Linked DNA regions of Mus musculus: regions 2, 3 and 4 are each linked to region 1. A link is a contact called in public Micro-C and promoter capture Hi-C data. All regions are on one chromosome and are shown on one strand. Each heading gives the region's core, a stretch centred on a gene start, on an enhancer-like site or on the middle of the called end of the contact. The rest is flanking DNA. Distances are from core to core; before and after follow the strand shown.

Region 1 (3,840 bases), core at 796-3,295:
ATGTGTTTTGTTTTTTCAAGACAGGGAATTGTCTGTGTTGCCTTGTCTGTGTTGCCTTGTCTGTCCTGGAACTCCCTCTGTAGACCAATTGGCCTTGAACTCCACCTGCCTCTGCCTCCTGAGTGCTAGGCTTAAAAAGATCTTACAGGCCTGTGCCATCATGAACCCTCTTATGAGATGCAGATGTTTTTCAAACAGTGAAATGGGAATGAATCGAAGTAAACTTCTAATATGGCTTAATCCCATGTTGCTTTTTAAAACAGTATTTATGTCAAACTGACCAAGTCCAAAGTTACTCAAAACTCCACAAAACGTCTCCAAATTCCAGTCAAGGCAGGCATAATGTTATCTTATGCAGACCATCACCTTACAAAGTAACAGACAAAATAAACTCGCAACTTTGTATCACAAAGAAGCTAATGTAATAATGTATACATCCTCTATAAAGTGTTTCTCTCAAGATTTTTCACAGCTAGGTAAGAGCTGGCAGGTGATAAAATATACAGGCGACTAAAGGCCCTGGAACATTTAGTAGTAAAAAGATAGCAAACCCTCTCCACCACCCACCCCAAATACACTGTGTCAAGAGCTTAGTGGGTTCCGAGAGGCCAGGGTGCTTGCTTGCTATGGCTCAGTTAACACTATTTTTGCTGCAACCACCAGACACAACAAATGAATGCACGTAAACCAAACAAACAGCCTATCCATAAATGTGCTGACTTCTTCCTGCAAGTCCCAGCGCACCCTTCCACCGCCAACAGTTCAATGAGAATATCATACAATGAAATGAGTAAGCAACACACGCCATTCTGCAACTTTGAAAGACGGTCACCAATCTTCCGCAGCACCCCGAAGAGCCACTATTGCTGATCAACTAACTCATTGGCACTAAAACGGTTTCCTTAATTTTCAAGCCAAGTTGCCGAATAACCACTTTTTAAGACAACACTTCTTGCCCAGTTCATCCACCCGGCACAGTCCTCACGGACGCTCAAAAACAATCGAAAGCCATTGCCTGCCCAGCTGGAGTTGAAGTTACTCGTCCAGCGACGTTTAAAGCTGTCTCCCCTAAACAAAGTGCTCTGGGCCGTCAGCGCCGCGGAACCCGGCCGCGTTCCCGAAACTCCGACTCGCCCGCTTACACCTGGGCCCGTGCGATCCCGAGCGCCGGCTGCGGAGCCGGGCGGTGCGGTTCGGGGCGGTGGGGGATGGGGAGGACAGGCTCGAATGGCTTCCTAATGTATCATTAAGAAGCAAAAGCACCGGTCTGGGAGCAAGAAAAGTTAAAGGAGCCGCGAGCTGACAAAGAGCGCCGGCCGCCGCACCCGGACCACCCGGCCGCGGCGTTTGACAGCTCCGTCCCTGGCGCCCACAGCTTTGTGGCTCCGAGAGGCCGGGCCGGCAGCAAGCTGGGCGTGCTCGGCGGGGCGTGTGCGGACGCCGGGCTAGGCCCTGGGGAAGCCGCCGGGCGGTTCTCCCAGAAGCGAGGCCGAACTCCAAAGTAAAGTGCGCGGCGCGGCCGGCGGGACCTGCGCGGGCGCCGCCGAACCGGGCCGCGCCTGGGCCGCCCCGCCCCCACCGGGCCGGGGGCCTGACAGCTCCGGGCCGCGCCGCCGCTGGCCGCCCGCCTGGCTCCCTCGCGCTCAACTTACTTCTTTCTGGCTCTCTGGAAAGGGGAAGCGCCATCTTTGCGAGGCCGGCCCCGAGGTCTTTTGTCTGCGGCTGCGGGGCTCGGGGCCGGGGCTCCGGGCTCCTCGGGGGGTGCTGGCGGCGGCTGCTGCTGCTCCGCGCTCCGGTCCTCCTCCGACGACATCCTAGTCACCAGGAAAGACACATGGATCCCCGTCCTCCTCCTGGGGGGCTCCTCCCGCCGCAGCGGCCGCAGCCGCCGCCGCTGCTGCTGCTCGAGTTGCTCCTCCCCGGCTCAGCCTCTCGCATTTCCCGCAGCCCCGGGAGCAGCAGCAGCAGCAGCAGGTACCGGGAGAGGCGGCAACATGGAGCTAGCAGGACACGCACTCACACACATCGGCGCGGGCGCGCGCACTCGGCGCGCAGGGGCCGGCGGGGGGCGGCGGGCAAGCGGGCGGGGCGGGCGGGGCCGGCCGCGCGGGGCGGGGCGCCGCGGCCAAGGCTGGGGCCGGCGGGGCCGGGCCGGAGGGCGGCGCCGAGCGGGGCGGGGCGGGGCGCGACGCGAGGGGCGCGGGCCGGGGGCGGCCGCAGGGGTCTCCGCCCGGCCCCTCCCCCAGGCCGCCCGCGGCGGGAGGAGAAAGGGCCGCGGAGGGGGGCGGCGGGCCGGGCCGGGCCGGGGCGGGGCCAGCCACCCCTCCCCCGCGCCGTCAGCCCGTCAGGCCCACGCCGCGGCGAAGTTTTGACAGCTGCTCCAGTTGTTGTGGTGGGTTCCGGGGTGGTGCGAGCGCCGGCCCCTCGGTCGCGCGCTGGCGATCGCTCCCTCACACACTGCTCGCTCACGGCGTTCCCTGTGGCTAGCTCCCTCACGCTCGGTTCAACGCACGGCTAGCTCTCGCTCTTCCCTATCGTTTGCCCGCTCTCCGGCCGGCGCTTTGCTGCCTCACGCTCAGGATCGCTCCCTCACGCTAGCTTTCGGCCCCATCAAGCTTGGCTCCCTCACGCTGGGATCCCTCTCGCTCGCTCGCGAACGCTCCCCCACGCCCGCTCTCTCTCTGGGGGCAGCAAAGGAGGAAGTTTTGCGGCTGTGCGTTCACCACACAAACAACACACGCACACGGCAGTGGCCGTCGCGCGAGGCCTGCACCCGGGTCCCCCGGGGCGACCCGCACCACAGACCTCTCAAACTCGCCGCCGGCTCGCCCACACACAGGCGCCTCCCGCCCCCGCCCCCAGCGCGCTGCTGCCACTCACGGGGCTGAGTCCGCGCATGCGCCCCGCGCTACCCGGCCGCCGCCGCTGACCTCACCGCCCCTCCCCCGCCCGCTCTGACGCGGCGGTGGCTGCAACTCGGGCTCTGGCGGGCGCTAAGCTGCGGACCGGGCATCCGGGATCAGGGTCCAGCCCGGCCGGAGGAGGGGGGAGGGATCGATGTAAACACTCCGGAGCGTGCACCCGCGTGCGGTGCGCGCACGTGCGTCCGCGACCCCCTGCGGGCGTGGGCCGCTCCAGGCCTGGCGGAGTCCCACGTAGGCTTCCCTAGTGCGGCGCAACCGTGGCAGGACAACGTTAGATCCTAACTCCAGCTGTAGTTTCTCCGTCCGACGTCATGTTTTAAACACCGTGAGACCGGAGGCTGCCGTACAAAAAACCAAGCGGACAGGTTGAGTGGGAAAAAAATGTCTCTACACCGAGAGAAATGCATCAGCGTGAACGTTGTGTGTGCTCAAGATTTAAAAATGGAAATACTGCTAAGCTGTTTCCCATTAAAAAAAAAAAAACGATTCGTTAAAAATGGGGCCAGAATTGCCCAGGACGCCGCGTTTCGTTTGCACTATGGATTGCCTTGTAGGAGTGAGAAATAGTAGAGATGGGAAAACGGATCTGTGGAGCGGCGTGGAAGGCTTAGAGTAGCCTGTCAGGCGCTGAGCTGCTCGGAGCCTGGAATCCGAGCGCACTTTGCGATCAGTTCTTTCCATTCTCAACAGTTTCAATGCTGGGCAAAAAGAATACACTTGTTTCTAGAGGTCCTGTTCACCTTCCTGCCACCCAATAGCCAGGCTATTAACATTGAACTGGGCTTCGCATCTGGATCAAACTTTGATCGTCTAGTGCATATTATAGCTGTAATCATTTGTTTGTTTGTTTATTTGCAGTGGCTAAAGTTGAATCGTTGAATCATTTGAATTGATTGCAAGTTTAATCCCTTGCAGG
Region 2 (3,840 bases), core at 846-3,345, 1.1 Mb before region 1:
TTTTGTATCAGAGTTCGAGGGATAGGTACCTTCTATAAACAGAAACTCTGTCTGTCCACTTTGGCCTTTAAAGCTGGGGTGTGCAATTGAAGTTGAACCTGTTTCCTTCCCTCCTCGCTATGCAGTCTTCAGGCTGCAGCCCTGCACAGTCCTGCAAACCCCAGGCAGCTGGCTACAGCAGGGCTCCCTGCAGCAAGGCCAGCCTACCAGGTTCCAGCCTCCCAACTTCTGCCCTCCAAGAAGTTACTTTTGAGCGTTGGGTCATCTTTAGGTCAGTTCCCAAGGCCTTTTGGAACTCCCAAGCAAGCATCAACCCCAGGTCCGAGTTTCTTGTCCTATGAAAAGGCCTTCTAACTCTGTCTCCACTCCTACTGAGCCTAAGGTGTCCAGAGTACCCACCACCCACAGGAGAAAAGTGAGCCCCCCCCCCCCAGACTAGGAGAAGAGAACAAAGTTCCTTTGAAGGCAAGTCCCACTCTACCCCACCACTTGACTGAAGGCCTAAAATACAGATCCTGGCGAGACCTCACAAGCCCTGTAGTTTATCACCTTGTTCACAAATGTGGAAACTGAGGCTTTGAGTAGGAAGAGTCACTCAAGGTCATCTGGCAGTCAGTGGCAGAGGCGGGGCCAGAAGCCAAGCCTCTAGGACCCAGTCCAAGATCTTCTCAGATTCTGCCCCTGCCTACCTAACTGGTAGGAAAAGAAAGCCCGAGCAAGGGCCTGCCCCCTGCCCTTAGGCCTGCACCACCTCTTCGGGATCATCCTGTTCTCTGTCTAGGGACAATGCTGCCCATCCAACTGAGCCCTCCCTCCCAACACAGTAAAGCACACATTGTCCTGTGTGCACAGGGTCACAGGCAAGGAATGTCACCCTCCTGCTCCAGGGGCCCTTTGCAGTCACACACTCTGTGGCACATGCAGCCTTGAGGACAGGCACACCAACACCAAACATTCACCTAGCCTAGGACACATTTCTGGAAGTCTCCCTTGCCAGGTCCGAATAAGGGGAGTTGTAGTCACCCAAACCCAAAGGGGCTTGGGGTACCATCCCCAGCAGGAAAGTCCACCACACTGGAACTCCATGGCCAGCCTGTTCGCCCCAAAGCCAGCTTCAGGTGTGCAGCAGCCTCTCAGCACAGGGCCCACAATCTTGGGGACTTGCCGGAGACGCCTCTCCACGGCCCATGCAGACTCGAATTCATTAGTGACACAGGGATTTGACCATATACTTGTCACACACTCAAGAGCAGATTTGGTCACTAATCCTACACCTCTAGTTTTAGTCTGTCACATACAACACAGCCAAGACTGGAACGCGCAGTGTACTTTTAGGGACCAACAGCTTAGGTCATAAACAGTCTTAGGACAGCACACACACACAATCTCATCAACTCTGGACATTTAGAGTTGGAAACACCTACACATCTCATCCCACCTCCCTTTCCTGCACATTCCTGGTGTCATACTCACTCTCCGACCCCTAGCTGCAACACTAGGCCCCTTGGTCCTATGCCAGTGGTCCCTGGCACCAAGCCTTGTCCCCTTGGCTCCTGGCGTAAGTCTCAGGGCCCACCAGCCCCTACTGACTCACATTTTTGCACTGCACACGGCCCGGGCACGCCCCCCCAGCCACACTCAGCAGAACTGGACCCACCCCCCCAGACCCCCTCCCCGCCTTGCCCCCTCCCCCACTCACTCTGGCCCTCAAACTTGCGGATGATGGTGTCGAGGAAGGTGTTCTGCGGCGCGACGTGGCCCCTCCGCACCGGCATCCTGAGCCCATGGGCGGGCCGGGCGGGCCCCCACCCACCCTGGCCCGGCCCGGCCCAGCACTAGGCTTCGGGTGGCCTGGCCGGGCCGTGGTCTCCGCACCCCGCGGCCAAGCTGAGTGCGGGCGGGGCCGGAACTGGACCGAGGGCGCGGGATTCCCGCTCTGCTTAGTGGCTGCCGGCTCCGGACCCTGGGCCGGGCCTGAAGCTGCTGGAGCTGCGGCGCCGGCACACCTGTCTGTCGACCCGGGCTGGTGGTGCCACGGGCCCGGCTGCACCTCGTCCCCGCGCCGCGCTCCGCCCGCTCCAGCGCCGGGCTCCCGGCTCACGCCTGCCCGCCGCCGCCGCGCCGACAGCCGCTCCAGCGCCCGCGGCTCGGGCAGCGCCTGCGGCTTGGTCCGGCGGCTGAAGGGTTAATGCGGCGCGCGCCCCTCCGGCTCCGGCCCCCGCCTCCCGGCCCCCTCCTGTCGCCGCGCGCCGGCAGCACCGCCCTCTCCCCGCCACCCCGAGCGCCCGCCCTTCTTATTGGCTGAGCCGCGCCGAGCGCTCCCGGAGTCCCAACCCCTCGCTCCGCTACCGCGCCCCCGGGACTCGCGCTCCGCCGAGAGGGGGAAGGGACCTTTAAGTAGGGGAACGGTGAGGACAGGTGCGATGGTCGGTTTGGAGGTGACCAGGGAGAAGGGCATATCGCCCCCTCCCAGACTCAGGACTGAGAAACCCGATTTGATGGGGACAGGACCAACCCTTTATCTCCTGCTTCCCTGCTGCGCCTAGGGCAGGCTGAGTACCCACAGCTCGATGTCGGAATGTGCTGTGGGTGACGGGGTTGAGTGAGGCCTAGGCTCTGAGATGAGCCGCCCTAGGACCAGGGGACAGCCAGAAAATGGGAAGAACAGGGAATGTGGAAGCTGTAAAATTTTGAGACAAGGGTGGGTGAGCCGTAAGAGAGGCACGCCTCCCCTGTCTCCAGGGAGTTATAACCTCTCGGTGGTTATTCGAATCTCTCCATGGATGACACGTACAAAGAGACCGACAGCAGTTGCGGCCTTTTAGCTGTAAGAGCAAAGCGAGGCCCTTCCTTGAGTGCGAGGTCCCAGCCAGGGGATCCCCGTGAGCTAGAGGCCTTCCCTCCCTCTGCTGAAGGAACCTCATAGGCCCAATAGGAGGGCTTGGGGCCCCCCGAGGCGGCCCGGGCGGCCCAGCCCCCTCGGAAAACCCTGGCCTTGCCTTGGGCCCCTCCCCCTGCCAGCTGGCTCGCTCCAGCAGCAGCTCCCTTATTTAGGCAAAGAGGTCTGAGGATGCTCAAGGGCAGGCAGGGTGTCCACCAGCCGCCTGCCCACTGCCTGCCCACCGCCTGTTGGGGCCTGAGTAGGGGGCTTCGGGCGGCTGAGGTGTCCTTGATTTGAGCAGCTCAGCGACGCCTGGGGCAGGGCAAGGCCGAGAGGCGAGTGTTGACAGCTGAGCAGGCCTGCTGTGGGGAGGAGCCAGGCAGCTGGAGTTGAGGCGGCCTTGAATCCCCTCCCCTGCCTGCAACCCGGATCAGAGGCCTGTCTAGATGGATGGGGCCATGTGGGGGTTCCTGAGGGCTTGCAGCTGCCTCTGTCCTTGCAGCAAGGGGCTGGGTCTTGTCACCAGCGGGAACCTTCATTGGATGGGGGAGAGGGGGCGACGGACGGCGCAAGAAAGGTCGCCATGAGACCACGCCAGCCAGACTCTTACCTTACTCTTACTCCAGGAGCAAAATCCTGAAAACACTAAGGCCAAACAGGGCCCCTGGCCAGGAGGTGACACTCTTTTTTATTTGCTAGTGGGTGGGCAGTGACTCAGGGAGGCAGCCGGTGGGAGAGAAGGAGGTGGCTCCACCAGCTGATGCTAAAAAAGTCCAGAGACTCCTGCCTGCACAGTCATCCCTCAGACCCTTTCCACCAACAGCGTCTTCCTCATACACACAGGATGCCCAACTTGTAACTTAGCCTGAGAGGCCTCAGCGCCTCTGGGCTCATGGCTGCTCTGGCCCCGGAACACCCGGCCTGTGTGAGTGAAGAGTCCTCCTTTCTAAGCCTGGGGA
Region 3 (3,840 bases), core at 524-3,023, 1.1 Mb before region 1:
TTGATCTAGGCCAAGAGGCAGTGTGGGGAGGTCCCTTTCTTCCTATCCTTTTGTGACCTTACTCCAGAGGCAGCCACTAGATTGTCACTTACTTCTCTGCACACTGGGCCGAGGGTAGAATGGCATCTGACAAGGTCACTTTGCTGTGTAATGGTCCACGTCTTGTATGGTTCTTTGGTTGGTTGTTGAAGAGAACATTGTAATCCACGCAGCGAAGGAGGAAGGTTGTAAAGGTGACAATGAAAATGAACTGCCTGAGGAAAGGATGCAGGAGAGGTCTGCTCAGGCTAGGGGCATGACGGACGGACAGACTCCTAGCCCAGACACCAGACAGGCTGCAGCTCTATTTGGCCCCCTGGCCCTTCAGAGCCCCAACCAAGCCTAAAACTGAAAAGAAGAGCTGGGGCATAGCTCAGTTGACAGAGTCTGCCTAGCATATAAAGCCCCGGATTTCATCTCCGGCACCACGTAAACTGGGTACAGTACTGTGCCTGTAATTCTAGCACATAGGAAGTGGAGGCAGGAGGGACAGGAATTCAAGTCTAGCCTAGGATACATGAGACCCTGGGTCAAAAAATCAATAAAGTAGAATAAATACTAAAATCAAGAAGAAAGAGCAGAGCTTAGGGATAGGACTGGCTTCTCACCCCAGCTGGAAGACATCCTCCAGCAGGATACAGGCAAAGCCATTCCGCTGATGATAGCTGTAGATGTGGCAAGTTTGTCAAGAAATTTGCCTAAGCCTACGGACTCTTCCCGTAGAAACTTCCCCCACTCTTCCCTGCTCCACAGTCCCCCCACCATGCCCCTCTGCATGCTGGGCACAAAGGATATCTTGGTGAAAAAACTGTCCAGGTTCTGGATGTGATGCCAGGAACCTGGGCACAGAGAAACAGTGTCAAGACTTGGCATTGTCCCATTTGTGATTAATTTCTCTATCAAACCCAAACCTGCCTCGACCCCCTAACCCACCCAACCTTCCATATACCCACACACTCACCGCGGAGTCCTTCGGGTACATGAAGCAAGGGTTGGTGGTCCTCCCCATGGATAGGGGAGTCTTGAGACCCCTCAGGGTCACAGTCCTCTAGCCGTTCATAGTCCTGCTCAGGGATCAGAGGGCCCATCCGCAGCCCAGGATGGTCCTGGGGGCGCGGGCAGGAGGGAGGGGGAGTGGCCGAGGCCAGGGGTGGGGTGGAGTGGGACCCCCACGAGGGGGAAGCAGAGGTGTGTATCATTGTGGGATGGGCCTGCGTTGAGGGTGTGGTCGGGGTGGGTAAGACATTGTGTGGAGTCTGAGAAGCCCCTGCCTCCTGAATCACCAGGCAGGGAGACCCTGAGGCCGGAGGGAACACTGAAGAGGAGCAGCTTCTTGTGCGAGGGGCAGGGGACAGAGAGAAGACAGAGATCCTCCTTCCCCCAGTTCCCCGGCATGGAGAAGCAGGCAGTGGCAGTGCCATAGGGAGCAGAGGCACTGAGCTGGGCCCCAAGTCTCCCCACCGCCCCCGTTGCCTCCTGCTCCCCCCCCACCCCGTTCGTCTCACCATCAGGCCGCAGCTTCTCTTGAGAGGTTGAAGGGACTGGACTGCTGTTGTTTCCACAGAGGTCAGTGAAGCTGAGCGGAGACTTCAACAAGGAGCAGGACAACAACAGCACTAGGTGACTCAGGCTGGGCAGGCCTCAGGCATGCCAACCCTCAGCCACCTGTGTGATCACTCACACTCCTTGCAAGGCAACCTGGGGCCCAAGCCCCATGCCTGGGACGGACACCAGTTTAGGAGGCAGGGGCTCAAGAGCTATTGGGATTAGAAGAGACACCTATGATCTCTGCTTTCAGTCCTCAAGGGCACAAGTGGCAAAGACAGGGCAGCTGCAACAAAAATAATATGCACAGAGAGCAAAATCCTATCAGAGGGCTCTAGCATGTGCAGACAAAATAGTGAAGCTCTCGTTCCTACAATTGCACTCCCATCCCTTCACACCTGTGGGCACCAGTCAGTAGAGAATGATTTAAGGCCACATGCCCAAACAGGAGGTGCATTCAGATTTCCCAGCACTTAGGAGGAGACAGAGTAGCGGGATCAGGAGACTGAAGCTGTTCTGGGCAACATCTGACCCTATCTTAAAAAAAAAAAAAAAAAAAAAAAGCTGTATATTTTCTTTCTCTGAATGAAAGAGGGCAGACTTTGTGGTTAGCCAGGAGAAAACAAGGAGTAAAAGGAAGGAGTGCTAGCCATCCTAGATTGGAGCTTAAGGAAAAAAGGCTGGTTCCTTGAGAGTTCCACTGTATCTTCCTTATCCTCTTGAACCCTGATGTACTCTCCTCCAGTCCTGACCTGGTGTCGGGGCCTCCTGAGACACGTCAGCGCAGGAAGGCAGGGGCCTTGAGAGGATAATTTGGGTGTGTGGGGATGGACTGGCTCAGTTGAGTTCTTTGTTGTTGCCTCACCCGGGAGGAGGAGGCCCAGGTGGCTGGTCTGATGGCTTGCCCAACGCCATTCCCAAGGCCATGAGTCACCAACTGCCCTACTGAAGCCCATGCCTGAGATATTGACTTATGGAGCAGGTGTCAGGGCCTCCAGCGATCAAGCCAGTATCTCAGAGGCGGAGAGGAAAACTGTGCTTCCTAGAGCATTTCCTGGAGGAGCGTGGAGGACATCCATGGAACATCCCACAGGTTTATCCCAGACTGCCTGATTTTCTTATATAACAAGAGTTCATGACTCCCATACTTTTGTGTCTAGGTAAGGTGCAAAGCTATGCTTTGTGGCAAAATGGAATCCCAAGGAAGTGGGCGTGGGGGGGTACCCCGGTGGCAGGAAATTCCCATGATCTTTCTGAGACCTCTAGAGAGAGAGAGGTTAAGTGTGGCTTTAGCTGGTACCTCCCTCTGACATTACTCACATATAGTATATACTTGCTTAAGACTACCTCTACACACATCCTTATCTCCTCAGCCCCAAACTCAAGCAAATTCTGGCTCATTGCTCTGTCTAGTTTCACTCTGCTCATTCCAGAGCATGACTTTGCGACCCTCAGCTCAAGAAAAATTGAGTCCCGGAAGCACCACCAATAAATGACAATGATACTAGTAACATAACAATGTTCAAATGTCCAGATGGATTACCAGAGAGTAAATGTGAGCTAGAAACAGCACCCCCTGGTGGACAGTGGACAATAGCGTGCCTTTCTCGCGTGGAGGGGAACGGGTATGAGTCAGAGCCACTCCCACCAAGAAACCACAGCCCAGTGGAGGAGTTAAAACAAAAATAATAATTACACAGAAGGCATAGTGACTCAAGCCTCTAATCCCAACACTGGGAAGGAAGGATGGTGAGTTCAAGACAAGCCTGGGCTATAAAGAGAGTCTCAGGCTAGTCAGAGCTATGTAGCAGGTCTTGGGGGTACTTTGGGAGACAATTATAGCAAGAATAAGCTTAGCCCAACTGCTGCAAGAGCTATTCACTTTTGAGCTGGAACCTTAGGCCAGTGATTCAGACCCAAATGAAGAAGGAACCTAAAGGTTAGCTCTTAGGTTGCACTTTGATTAACTTCATGACCTACATACTAATAATTCACGATAACTGTGAGTAGCAGGATCACATAGGGAGATTAGAGACTCAAGTGGTGGCACGTTACGTGCATGTATGTTTTTGTTTGGTTTGGGTTGAGGGGTGTGTGTGTGTGTGTGTGTGTGTGTGTGTCTGTGTGTAGTTTTTTTTTTTAACTCTCAGGTCTGTTTTCACATATTCCTTCTCACGAAACCACCACTTCCTGTGATGCCAGGGAGCATAGAGATTGTCTGGAACAACTCTAGAGAAAGGGCTCAAGGTCAGAAGC
Region 4 (3,840 bases), core at 829-3,328, 1.1 Mb before region 1:
TCACAGCTTCCTGGTGGACCTTCCTGTATTTCCAGTCCATGTTGGTCTCCCCTACATAGCTGCAATTGGGTACACACACCATAAGCATCAACATAAATACAAAGTTCAGTATTACTCAGGACCCACTTCTGGTGGGACCTGGGCCAAGGCATTGGTTTTAGGCCTAGAATAGTGACTGGTACACAGCAAAACCTTCAGCAAATACTTATTATGTTGGCTTCTCTCTCTCTTTCTCTAAGATTTACTTTATTTAAAAATTACGTACGTATGTGTATACATCCATGCATGCACATGTGTGTCAAGGGGAGGAGGGTGTGCACATGAGTGCAGGTGCCCTTGAAGGCCAAAAGTGGGTACTAGATCCCCTGGGTCTGGAGTTACAGGTGGTTGTGAGCTACATCAGTTGGGTGCTAGAAACTGAATTCACATCATCAGGAAGAGTAGCCATCTGTCCAATCCCTTTTGTCTTGATTTTGCTTTGATGTTTAAGACAAGGCCCTGCTTTGTATCTCTGGCTAGTCTTAAACTTGAGATGGCCCTGCCTCAGCCTTATGAGTGCTCAAGTTAGAAGTATGGGGCACTATGCAGGCCCGGGATTTGTTGAATGCAGGAGATAGTCTCTCCTGTGTCTCATCTCTGGAGTGCAAATGACATCATTGAAATCAGATACTGTCTGTGCAAATCAAAGGCAATCACATAAATAACGTTCACCAAGGCAAGTAGTCCTTGGTAGGCAGAAACAGGGTTCCCCTGGTACCCCAGCGCCCCAACCTGGCAGTCAAAGAGTGCTGATATTTATATAGGCATACCCAGGTGCCACAAATCCCTAGACATCTTTCCTCTCACCTTCACAATCTCAGGGTCCAGGTCACCATTGCAGCTGTCGAAATATTTCTTCAGGTCCTAAATAGAGGTTGCAGTGAGGAGAAGAGGACCGAGTTCAACCTTAGTCTGGACTCCTATACCCTCCCATGATAAATATGCCCCGCCCCCCCCCAAGCCCCTCTTTCACCTGATCACAGAACTCAAAAACCAGTGTCAGCTTCTTGTCACTATGCAGGACATCATGAAGCCTAGGGAAAATGAAAGGCTTAGCCACATCTCCAAGTTGGCCTCTAACATCCCAATACCAGCCCAGTCTAATAAGGAGGTTCTATCCTACCTGACAATGTTTTTGTGCTTCAGTTCTTTGAGTAGACAGATCTCCCGGAGGGCTGAACTTGGCACACCCTACAACATGCAAGGGGGTAATAGTTACACGAAACCCAAGACAGACTTTAGACCCCCCCTCCCTCCCAGGCCCTAGGCCTACCTCATCGTCATCATCCAGCCTGACACGCTTCAGAGCCACAATCTCATGAGTTTCCCGGTTTTTAGCCTTGAACACAGTTCCATAGGTGCCTAGAGGAAGGTTGGGGGTGAGGGAGAGGATCCTTCTCAATATCTTAGTGTGTAAGGGTAAGTTCTCAGGGCAAAGGCCAGATGTGGAGTAGTTTTGTGAGTGAGGATGCCAAGGAGAAGGTGCCTAAAATAACTCAAGGCTTCAGCTGCAGGGAGAATCTGCCATAAACTCCCGGGTCGGGGGTAGGGTCGGGGGGTATCGAGGAGTCACCTAGGGGAGGAACGAAGGCCTGCAAAAATGTTAAGGTTGGAGGTTCTGCAATGAATTGAAGCAGGAATCCCAGGTGAGGTTTGCAAGTGATGCTGGGGCTAGGGACGAGAAATGCAGGAAGTGCCGCGGTTAGGAAGGCTGGTCCACAGAGATTGCTAAGGCTAAGAGCAAGAGTTTGCCGCAGATGCTAACACAGGGTTCGTTTCTGCACTGGGTGAGGGACTCAGCGGCCAGGGCTTTTGGCTAGTGCTGAGGTCGGAGCCTGCCGGTATAGCTGACGGTAAGGGAGCTGGGACTGCAAGTAGGGTCTTCAGAAAAAGACCTTGCAGGAACATCTCGTGGTTCCATTACCTTCCCCAATCTTCTCCAGTTTCTCGTATTTCTGCATTGCAGCGGCCGCGGGGACCCCTGCGGGCCCTCGGTTCTAAGACTCCCGGCCCTGGCGTTGCAGAGGAGGTGGTACTCACAGCTCCAGCCCCGCCCACCTGCTCACCACGCACTGGCATCTGGGACTTGTAGTCCCGGGGAAGCCATAGTTCCCAAGAATGCCTGTGGCGGAGGACACGCGGACTACAAAGTCCAACAGGCTGCGCTCGGGCTCTCTGCAGCGATCAACTCCAGGGACTCGTTTCCATCGCGGAGGCAAACCTTAAACTTCAACTCCCAGGAAGCATCGCGTGTCGGGCGTCTCCGCCAAGGCGCGGAGGCTCCCAGTGTGCCCCGCTCTTGTTATTATTCCTTTTCTGTGCTCACAGCCTTCCAGAAAAGGGCCTCTCCGGGACTACGCGTTCCAGAATACAGTGAGGGTGGGGGTGGGGTGCTCTCTGCTTGAAGTTTGCGTTTGACGGCCTAGATCCCGAGCGCTGTTGGCCCGGCTCTGACCTGGTTGGGTGTTTTGAGTCACCAGCGACCTCCTGACAGCTTCAGCACTAGTTTTCACCTCTCCTAGGCCACCTGGTGACCCCAGGACTGATTGGGGAATGATTCTGAGCGATGTCTTACTGCTGATGACCTCACAGGGACCAGCTGACCACAGGGCTGGGCAGCGAGACAGGTGTGCCCCGTTAGAGTCTGGATTTGAGTGGAAGGACACACGCCAGAGTCCCCTCTTTCTGCTGGGCCCATTTTATCGTCTCGAAACCCACCGGACTCCAGCGGCTCCACTTTGACATGCCGAGGCCAGCTGACTGGAGCCTGGGTGTCCCCCAGATCCCAGTCTTCAGAGCAGGCCCACTGGAGTCAGCCAGGGTGTGGCCCACGAAGACTGGCAGGTCAGTTACTTCCCTCAACAGACAAGACCACAGACAGTTGCTACACTTGGAGCAAGCAGCCTTTACCTCATCCTATAAAGGAGTTGATTATAGATTTTCTTGCACTACTCTCTAATTGTCTCATGATTGCATTCTTGAGGGCTGTGAACCGGGCGAAAATGGCCCCAAACAGCATTCCTCAGCGCGGAACCAGAGTAGGCGCTAACCGTTTGTCAATTAACTCACTTAAATCTGAGTGCTTTTGCATAAACAATATTGTGATTTACCCACGTGGCAGACTGAAGACGCATAAAGTGTATTCTTTATCTGAAATAATTGATAACTTAGTTGAGAAAACATGATGACACGCAAGGGTCTTTCAAATAGAGGTGTCAGCTATGAATAGGTTTCCATTTAGCCCGGAGGTAGTTCTAGCGAAAGGGAGGAATCTTCAACAAGTTGTCTTGTTTTCCATCAGTTCAGGGTCTTGGCCACCCAACCCCACCCACTCATTACTCCACATTCGCCTGCCACCCGTTCTCTCAAGCAGACACCGGGGCTTTCTTGGTGTTTCAGTGGTGTTATTTGGGCGGGGGCTCTGCAGAACCTTAACGTCAAAAAATCTGTAGTTCGACTCCCTGCATCTCAATTTCCTGGCCTACTCCACGCCCTCGATCCCCAACGTAAAGCTGGCTTCTTTCCTCACAGAGGTGGCTCACTAAAGCTAAGAGAAGGCGAGCCCGGAGCTTCGCCGCGGGTGGCGGGGGGGGGGGAACAGCCGGAAGGCCGCGCCGGCGGTGTCGGCGGTGTCGGGCTGTGCCTGGGAGCGCGCCCCCGCCGCGGAGGCTCAGCGTCCGCTTTCCGCCTCTCAGCTAGCCGCGCCGGGGGCGCGCACGGCGCGCTGCGGGGGGCGCGCACGCTGGAGGCTGGCCTGCCCGCAGCGCGGGGGAAAGTTGAGTTGGGAGAAGTTGGGAGCGG

Evidence for each region. Hi-C and Micro-C count contacts between places; a contact is called where the count stands out from the background. Capture Hi-C pulls out chosen DNA fragments and counts their contacts.
Region 2: a Micro-C map of embryonic stem cells shows a contact between it and region 1, with 3 times the contacts expected there. The contact joins the promoter of Kcnh2 here to the promoter of Kmt2c in region 1. A contact is called at or near these places in 1 of 484 Hi-C or Micro-C datasets (embryonic stem cells) and 1 of 115 datasets of contacts at active chromatin or transcription factors (microglia).
Region 3: a promoter capture Hi-C map of liver shows a contact between it and region 1, with 4 times the contacts expected there. The contact joins the promoter of Atg9b here to the promoter of Kmt2c in region 1. A contact is called at or near these places in 3 of 39 promoter capture datasets (the C10 cell line and pre-B cells) and 2 of 9 other capture datasets (adipose tissue and liver).
Region 4: a contact with region 1 is called in a promoter capture Hi-C map of liver, with 4 times the contacts expected there. The contact joins the promoter of Cdk5 here to the promoter of Kmt2c in region 1. A contact is called at or near these places in 1 of 39 promoter capture datasets (erythroid cells) and 1 of 9 other capture datasets (liver).

The regions. Positions count from the first base shown.
Region 1 is chr5:25,496,738-25,500,577 of GRCm38.p6, forward strand. Kmt2c (lysine (K)-specific methyltransferase 2C) reads right to left here and starts at 2,046. Exons shown (of 59, transcript NM_001081383.2): 1 at 1,653-2,046. The coding sequence starts at 1,813. 4831440E17Rik (RIKEN cDNA 4831440E17 gene) reads left to right here and starts at 3,060. Exons shown (of 1, transcript NR_030700.1): 1 at 3,060-3,840.
Region 2 is chr5:24,349,509-24,353,348 of GRCm38.p6, forward strand. It overlaps Kcnh2 (potassium voltage-gated channel, subfamily H (eag-related), member 2), which reads right to left and starts at 2,096. Exons shown (of 15, transcript NM_013569.2): 1 at 1,700-2,096. The coding sequence starts at 1,775.
Region 3 is chr5:24,390,370-24,394,209 of GRCm38.p6, forward strand. Atg9b (autophagy related 9B) reads right to left here and starts at 1,774. Exons shown (of 14, transcript NM_001002897.3): 1 at 1,001-1,774; 2 at 835-878; 3 at 648-712; 4 at 93-254. The coding sequence starts at 1,547. Abcb8 (ATP-binding cassette, sub-family B (MDR/TAP), member 8) reads left to right here and starts at 3,787. Exons shown (of 16, transcript NM_029020.3): 1 at 3,787-3,840.
Region 4 is chr5:24,421,486-24,425,325 of GRCm38.p6, forward strand. Cdk5 (cyclin-dependent kinase 5) reads right to left here and starts at 2,079. Exons shown (of 12, transcript NM_007668.4): 1 at 1,964-2,079; 2 at 1,313-1,401; 3 at 1,163-1,230; 4 at 1,013-1,073; 5 at 847-903. The coding sequence starts at 2,000. It overlaps Slc4a2 (solute carrier family 4 (anion exchanger), member 2), which reads left to right and starts at 3,747. Exons shown (of 23, transcript NM_009207.3): 1 at 3,747-3,840.